Regions from separate parts of the Oryzias latipes genome. Here region 2 is linked to region 1. A link is a contact called in public Hi-C data. All regions are on one chromosome and are shown on one strand. The core of a region is the stretch at or near the end of the contact, and the rest is flanking DNA. Distances in the headings are between cores, read along the strand shown.

Evidence for each region. A called contact is a pair of places that touch in the nucleus more often than the background predicts.
Region 2: a Hi-C map of embryo shows a contact between it and region 1, with 1.9 times the contacts expected there. The contact joins the promoter of LOC101168128 here to the promoter of LOC101163578 in region 1. A contact is called at or near these places in 2 of 5 Hi-C or Micro-C datasets (embryo and fibroblasts).

What each region holds. Positions count from the first base shown.
Region 1 is chr8:21,569,702-21,573,917 of ASM223467v1, reverse strand. It overlaps LOC101163578 (cysteine protease ATG4D), which reads left to right and starts at 2,821. Exons shown (of 12, transcript XM_011478572.3): 1 at 2,821-3,037; 2 at 3,485-3,626.
Region 2 is chr8:21,760,701-21,764,682 of ASM223467v1, reverse strand. LOC101168128 (ATP-dependent RNA helicase DDX39A) reads right to left here and starts at 1,856. Exons shown (of 10, transcript XM_020706801.2): 1 at 1,667-1,856; 2 at 465-704; 3 at 1-104. The coding sequence starts at 672.

The sequences.
Region 1 (4,216 bases), core at 1,572-4,071:
AGAGATTTAAATATAATAAATATAATGTATAATATAATTATAAATATAATAAATAAAATTTAAATAAAAACCCAGAAACACTTGTCCTCCATCATCAGAAAAATGCCATGTTAAGAACAACAAAAACACAAGGTTCATCGGAGTGGGTCTTTAAATGTTCACATTAGCTCATTAGAAAAAGGAGGAACAAGGAAACCTGGGAGTTTTCAGGAAAAAGAACAAATACCTTAAAACTATTTCCGGCGTGAATAACAAAGAAGCTAACTGAGCTAACACATAAGTGAATCAAGACAGCAGAAAAACCCCAACAGCATGGCTGCAGTGAGAAAAAAGGTTTCCATAGCGCACATTAAAATAAGTCAAATATTACAAAATTTTGATTAAAAACCCCCAACAAAGAAAAAAAACTAATGTTAGTGTTGCTAAAGCTCTCTTTAGAGGGTAGTTTTTTTTTTTTTACTTTTTGTTTTCCAGAAATTCCTTTTGGGGGAAATTTTTTCAAACTAGTGGTGGAAACGGTTGAACCAAACTGGGAGACTCTGATAACGCTGAGCTATTCTCACATTTTTCTGCTCCTATTATGTCATTTATCACGCACGTCCTGTTAAAAACTAAAAGATGACCAGGCATGGAGAGATTTTCCATTTGTTGGCCCGTTGGAAACTGGACCAAGGAACCAAATGCTCCCACTGACAGAACTGGTTGATCTGTTTAAGGGCTGACTTTCAATGGCATTGGAAGAGGTCCATGAACTTGCACAGGGACACTATGCAATGATGCCACTTTTTAATGGTGTCCCCAATTGTTAAGTTTACATTATGCTCTTGAAAAAGAGAGAAAAAAAACGTTTGCAATAAGCCAAGCAAGTACCTTTGTCATAAAAACTGTCTGCTGATCCTAGTGAAATGTGCAATCATATATTTAGGCTAATTAGTGAGTGTGCTCCTAGTGGGTAAAGAGGCCATGTGTGTGATGAAGCATGAAATAGCTAGCACATGGAGAGGAATATACGTTCTCATTTGCTCATTTCTGTTTCTGCACAGGTAGAGTTTGTTGTTTAGTGTTATACGTGAAGGAAAAATGCAAGTCATTTGTTCGGGGCTCATTTAAAGTCTGTGTTTTGTAGAAATGTGTATTATTATGCAATCCATCAGTGCCCTAGCTAGGCATCCTTGTCAGTGAAACCTTTAAGATGTTGAGAGCTTCATAGTGGTGAAGTCTTGTTTGTTGCGTGTAAAAAAAAGTTGTGTGTCACCAAGAAACAAACCAGTCTTAGACTGACACCATGTGGACATCTTCATACAACACCAGAGTATATAGGGAACAAAGAGAAATGTGTGTAGAAGTCTGAGACAGTTTGCTTGTGAATCTTTCTCGTAATTGTTGTTATAATGTCTATTTTACTTCCAGTTCAGATTTGCTTTATTTTGATGTTCATAAATTAAACATCAAACTAATATTTGGATATTAAACACTAATGTTTGTGTGTGATCTGACAACAATTGCACTTTATTTATAGTAGAAAAAAATGTTTACTGTGATTGATGTATTTATTTTTTTATTTTCTATTTATTGAACAATTTTAACTGAGTTTCATTGTGCTAGTCACACTGGTTTGCCATTGGAAAACAACTGCATAATAGCTGTGAAATCTGAGTTTTTTCTCCATATGTCAGGACTAATGTTTCTGTCCCATCCATCTGTGTTCAAAAAGTTTGACTTTTTCTTTTGTCTGACAGTAGTTTCCCTCTATGCCAGTACATATTTACAAAAAAATATTGTGCAGAACCAGAAAAAGCCTACAGGATATGAAATGTAATTAAAAATAAAACGATAATGTCTTGTGGGGAATCTTTTTTGTACCGGTTTTCATTTATTCTTGAATGCAATCATAATGGCTCAAATGGCAGTAAAAAATATTTCATTGTTTGATAATTAAGATAATAATCGTTCTTGAAAACATCAATAAGTTTCAATGTAGAAATTAAAAAACAGGTTCAATATAAGGTCTTTAAAGTGGACTAAAAAGAAATATGCCTTTTGTTTATTCTAATACTATGTTCTACTTAATTTCTCTGTTTTCCTATTAATATTATTTATCATAATAAGGTTTACAGTTGCAGTAGGAAAAAAAAATGTGCTAAATTTCTTTTTTGCCTTTTTTTGTCTTGAATTTGAGTTCTGAAAGCTTTTATTTTGATGTTTTAAAATTATTGTACTGATAAAGATAATAAAAAACTAAAATATCCCATCATTTGGAACAATGATAATTTTTATCAAGAGTTTGTAGTTCTTTTAGTTATAATACATTAGTTATAACATAGTTATAGTTATAACATAGTTATAACGTAACTAATGTTATAATGTATTATAACATTAGTTATAATACATTACTTTGATCTGTTTTGTTTTTCAAAGGAAGTTGCAGCTTTTATTCTGAAGGCGAACGTACGTTACTTCCGTTTTTCGGCTGAAGTTCTTTTTTTTAAACTTTATTGTACAAAACGTAAGTACAACACAAAATACAATTTTGCAAAGTAAACTTCAGATATGCCAGAGGAGCATAAATATAACATGCATTTTACATAAAAACATTCAGGTTTCTACAACGTTCATACAAACACCGCTTTCTGGTTAAGGCTTTTGGAGATGTTATTTTCTTTTTTTTTTTCATACTTTATTGACAAACAACATAATACAATAACAACGTGAATGTCTCAGGGGGAATTGAATTTTGGAGATGTTATTAGTTTAATCTATAAACACACGGGATAGAAGTTCGTGACGTCGTCCAGTTAAGGAAGCAATACCAAGTGACCAGTATAAACAGGAAGTGACGACACCGTCACTACTTCAGTCTGCTATCGGATAAATGTGTGGGCATTGACTGTAAAAACAACCTCCTGTGTTGGTGTCGTACTGAGCTGACTCCAGTAAAAACGCACAAGCTTGCTCTGGTAAATTAACCAATTATTCACTAATAAATTACCGACTGGGTTGTCTGCACGGAAAGGAAGAAATCACGATGCGACATGAGGTACGTGTTTTTTCTCTTCACTCACGGTAAATTTCTTGCCGTGTCAACTTTGCTTTACTGTGTCCTGTCAGCGGAGTCATCAACCGAAGTCAGCATAAATAAAAGGAATATTCGGTTAAACCTATAAATGATTTATATTAAAAAGCTCAATGTTAGTTTGTTTTATGCTTATGTTGCTGTTAAATTCAGTCCAAATCATGTTCCCTGCTGTTTTTTCTTCCTTTTTTTCCCTGTTTGTAGCTTTAAACCCCAAACTTAGGGGTTGTAACATTGCAAATAGAGTTTAACTTTAGTCATTTGCAACTAAATGTCAGTGTCAGTGTGGGTTTAAATTTTTAGCAGTTAATTTGGTAAAAAAAAAAAAAAAATTAAAATAGAGACAATTGTAGGCAGGAGGAAAAACAAAATTTTTTTTCCTGTTTGATCTGTTTGCATTTGTCATTTCAGCTGAGGAAGAATACGATGCAAGAAGAGTCAGCTGTCTGACATGTTCGACCTTTGAGCGATCCTGCAAAACTGCATGAGAAAGCAGGATTCTTCAGTGATCAATACATCCATGCGTCCTTGTGATGCCACTGAAAGAACCGAGGCAGGTAAATGTGTTGCAACATTATTATGGGAGGAACAAATTCACATTTTCACAGCACGTTTTTGCTGTTTCCTCCAAAAAGAAAAAAAGTGTGACACAAGATAAAATGGTAGACTAGCCATGGCAGTTTTCTGAAAACATTATTATACCTGTGTTTTATCAAAAACAGCTACAAATATTTGTCACATTGTTTTATATTTCTGAGAATGTATTAACTCAACTATACCACCAAAAAATAATCCTTTAAAAGCGTCACTAGGAATGCCACATTCTTTTAGTATTAATAACTTGTTGATTTTGTACATTGTTAAATTGGTTTAAACAATATGTGTTTTTGTTTAAAGTATGTAATCAAATCTGTACAAACTGGTAACAAATTCAGAGCATCACTATTAATGTTTTTAGAATAACCCCCCAGCTCTAATTCTTGGTTTTTGTCTTTTATTTGACCTTTATTTCAGCAGGAAGTCCCATTTAGATAAGATCTCCTGCTGTGTGTTGGAAATGTTGGAATCTTCCAGTTTGATCCATTTTGTTAAATATTCTAATGTTTTTATCTTTACTGGGCTGGCCTTCGTGCTGGTGCTTTT
Region 2 (3,982 bases), core at 607-3,106, 190 kb before region 1:
TTGCAGGGTGGCCAGTACGAACACAGCAGTCTTGCCCATACCGGACTTGGCCTGGCACAGAATGTCCATGCCCAGAATGGCCTGTGGAATGCACTCATGCTGGACTGAAGACAGGACAGGAAGAAGACATCACTGTCACTTCACAATAAAACACCAGCACCAACCTTTTTTTTTTGGGTGGTGGGGGCAGATTTACAAATGTTATCTTTTTATGTTATCTTTCATTTAAGTTTGCTCTTTTACAGCTTATATCAAAGCTTACAAACCATCAGCAGAGTCCAGTTATCACTTTAATACTGGGGCAAAGGATTCAAATAAAGATAAACTACAATTTTTTGTGTGTTCAAATAAAAGCCGATGGACAACTCTTTTTTAATACCAAGTAATGAAATAGAACAGAAACAGTGAAACGTTAATGAATTGCATTATGGGACCTTCCATCAGGTAGTCACATGCGGCCTTACCTTCAGATGGATGTTCAAAACCGCAGTCGATGATGGCACGGAGCAGCTCGGGCTTCAGGAGGAAATCTCTGAAGCCCGAGCTGTGGATGGAGACGTAGGAGCCTTTCACCTCCTTCTTTCCCGTGGGGGCTGCGCTCTCTGGGGCTCCCTGAGGCTCATCGTCATCTTCATAATCAAGCAGCTCGTTATCAACGTCATTCTCAGCCATTTTGTGTGAGGTTTTTTCTTTTTGTTTCTCTTCTGCAAAACAAACAAATTATTTTAGAGTTTTGTTGTTAAAGTCCGAGAGATTTGTGACTGACTTTAAGCCAGAAAAGAACATTGTTATTTAACACCAGTTGTCCTGCAGTCATTTAGGTACTAGCAGCACCTTTTTACACATAATTTAGTTTGAAAACAACCGTGTACGTCGTGTACCATTTATGCTTAACATTTATTAGGATTAATAAAAACAATTGAAGAGGCTGAAGGATAAAATAAACCCTCAAGAGAAGAAATTTCACTGGCAAATTTGTAATTAAAAATACAACAAGGAACACGGCAAATATTAACACACAATGGATTTAAACTGGGCATGAGAGTTTTTTTTTAAGTTATAAATGCAGCGTTTTGTTTTAATAGTTTTGGTTATCGAATAACCATGTTAGCTTAGTTAGTGATTTTTCTATAGTTTCCATGATCGACCTTCATTAGAGGCACCAAAGTACTCAAACATTTCAAATAAATTTAAATAATTAAATTCTGGCTTGGTGAGTCGCGCACAAACATAAACAAGTCAAGATATGGACCGAAATGGTCATTTTTTGGTCAAACCGAATACCGATTACCTGTTGTTAGCCATGATGCTAATTATACCCATTGTACTGCATCACCGATGCTAGCGTGGCGAAAGAGCACGCTCAAATCACGGCTATCACAAAACTATAGTAACTAGATTTATGGAATACATTGCTTTTATTGATAGAACTTTAAAGTCAGAGATAACCTTCGCCTTTTCATATAAAAATGGGTTAAAATGATGATCGTCGGTTCTATGAAATGCTAGGCTAAAGATAAATGCTAAAGCTAACAATGCATTTAAGCAAAAATTACTGCTTAAGTACATTTATATGGGTAACTAAAATTTGTAATTCACTCATAATCACATTAGTGATTTACAACAACAAAAGTTTATCCGTTTAAAAATAGTATTACACTTCTACCTTTGTGAATTTAGCTGCAGGTCCACCGGATCAGTACCGCATGGAGAGGCCTCAGTTGTTTTCCAGGATTAACCGGAAATGCTGCGTCGCATTCTCAAAAACCTTCCTGTGATTGGTGAATCTTTGTCACCTGATGAGAACAGCGATTGGCGATTGGCTAGAAATGTTGCCGCAGTTGCTTGTGACAGACAGAAGCGGGACTTGAGAGAATAGAACTGCCATGAAGTATGGAAACCCACGAGGGACAAGGAAAAAACAATTTATTGCGGAAAATTAAATGAATTTACGTTTTGGAATCTTATTTACTTACTTTAATAAGAAATACAATAAAACAAAATTTACGTGTATTAAAAACAAAACAAAATAGTAACTGTGAGAAGTTTCTTAGAAACACCAGTTGTCTTGCAGTTCTTTTAAAGTAAATTGAAAATAATGTCATTTAGGTACTAGCAGCACCTTTTTACATATAATTTTGTTTAAAAATAAATGTCTGCGTTGTGTTCCATTTACACTTAACAGATGTTTGGCTTTTTGCAGAAATTTAACTGAAGGGTAAAATAAACCCTCCTAAAGAACAATTTTTTAAGGTGGAAGTAAACATCTCACTGCATACAAATCACAACGTTTAGTTTAGGTATGTATTGAGGATAAATAATAATCATTTTCATGCAACCACAAGGGGGAATAATTTAAAATGTGCCAGTCCCAAGTCCGAGTTAACTTGGAGAAAAAAAACACTGGAATTTATTTTTTCTATGTTGTGGAGCACAAACACAACCTTCATGTTGATTCGGTTGTACAGGTAAATGACAACAGTTGCTTGGTTGACTTACAGAGTCAAACATACATACAGTTTCATGCAGAGAAAGAGAACCACAGATGAAACACTAGCTTTGAAGACGCTCCTGGAGAAGAACAGTGAGGACCTGCCACAGAAGCCCCTTACAGGCTAAACACACCTGATCCAGGTAATCAACAGCAGATAAGGCAGGACTTTAAAACCAGAGGGTCCTCGAGGCCTGGAGTTTGAAACCCCCTGATTTAGACAAAGTCCATGACAGAGAAAACTGATAGACGTTTTGGGTTGTGATAGTGATCGTTAACTAAAGAGGTTGATTTATTGCTTGAAAAGGAGTGGGAAGAAGCGAGACTGAGTTCATTTTTTGATAGTTTTACAGTTTTTGTAATCCAGTTCTGATCAGGTAGATTCTTTTCAAGTTACAACATCAAGTGCTTATTGATGATTGATTATCTTCAGAAAACATTCATTCATGATTTCAGTAAACAGTAACGGTAACCGACATGTAATATTCATTGATCATTATTAGAACACATGATCATATTAAACCAGTGATTGTTGCTATACATTACAGGCCAAGCAAAGAAAATCCATAGCTTATTAATTGTTATTCAAACCTTTCAGTAATCATTGTTGCACATTACAATGTAATACTCATTGGTTGTCATTAAAAGAGCTTTGATTATTTCACCACAATCAAATTCATACATGTATTTGGAATTATTAAAGCACCAGTTGATACTCGACTCCTCGTATCTTCACATCCTGAAATCAGAGTTTCTTTCTACATTTTCTTGAATATTTGGACATTTGGAACTTTTTTGAGCTCATTACTTAACCCGTTCCAAAGTTAAGAGCCAAACACCGACACAGAAACTTTTCTTTTTGGTTCTTATCAGTTTGATCGTGAAGTTCCTACATCCTCTCAGTCTGTAGCCTCCTTCATTTTCTAAGAACTGTTTTTGGATGTTGAATGGTAACGATTTCCCACTGGCTCTGTATAAAAGTTGTTGGTGTAAAACCCACAAGGTACAGTTTTAAAAGTCAGAATTGATAAAATAAATTGAATGATCAAGATATCCGGCTTTGTGTACAATTCTTATGGCTCATTTTTGAAGTAAAAAGAGGGGATTTAGTGAACCCTTATAATTATTCCCCCAAATTTCTATAGGTCACTATATGGTAATATTAAGGAGCAGTACAATAAATATTAATTGTCGTATTCTAATATGTTTAGATTTATTTATGATTGAAATACTTTTTGAGACTTTAGTTTATTTGTGATTTCCGCTTTTGACCTCATGCATTTGTTCACTGGTATGTGGGCGGGGGGATGGAGGAGGGAGAGAGGACATGGCAGCTCTGGAAAAGGACTGAGGAGGTTGAAGTCGACTCCGTTGAGGATGAGGAAGATGATGAAGGAGACGAGTATTAGAAGAAAAAAAAAAACAATAGGGATCAGTTGCAGAGGAAAGATGTGGTTCTAGCATTCCACATGTGTGTTCATCATAGAAAAT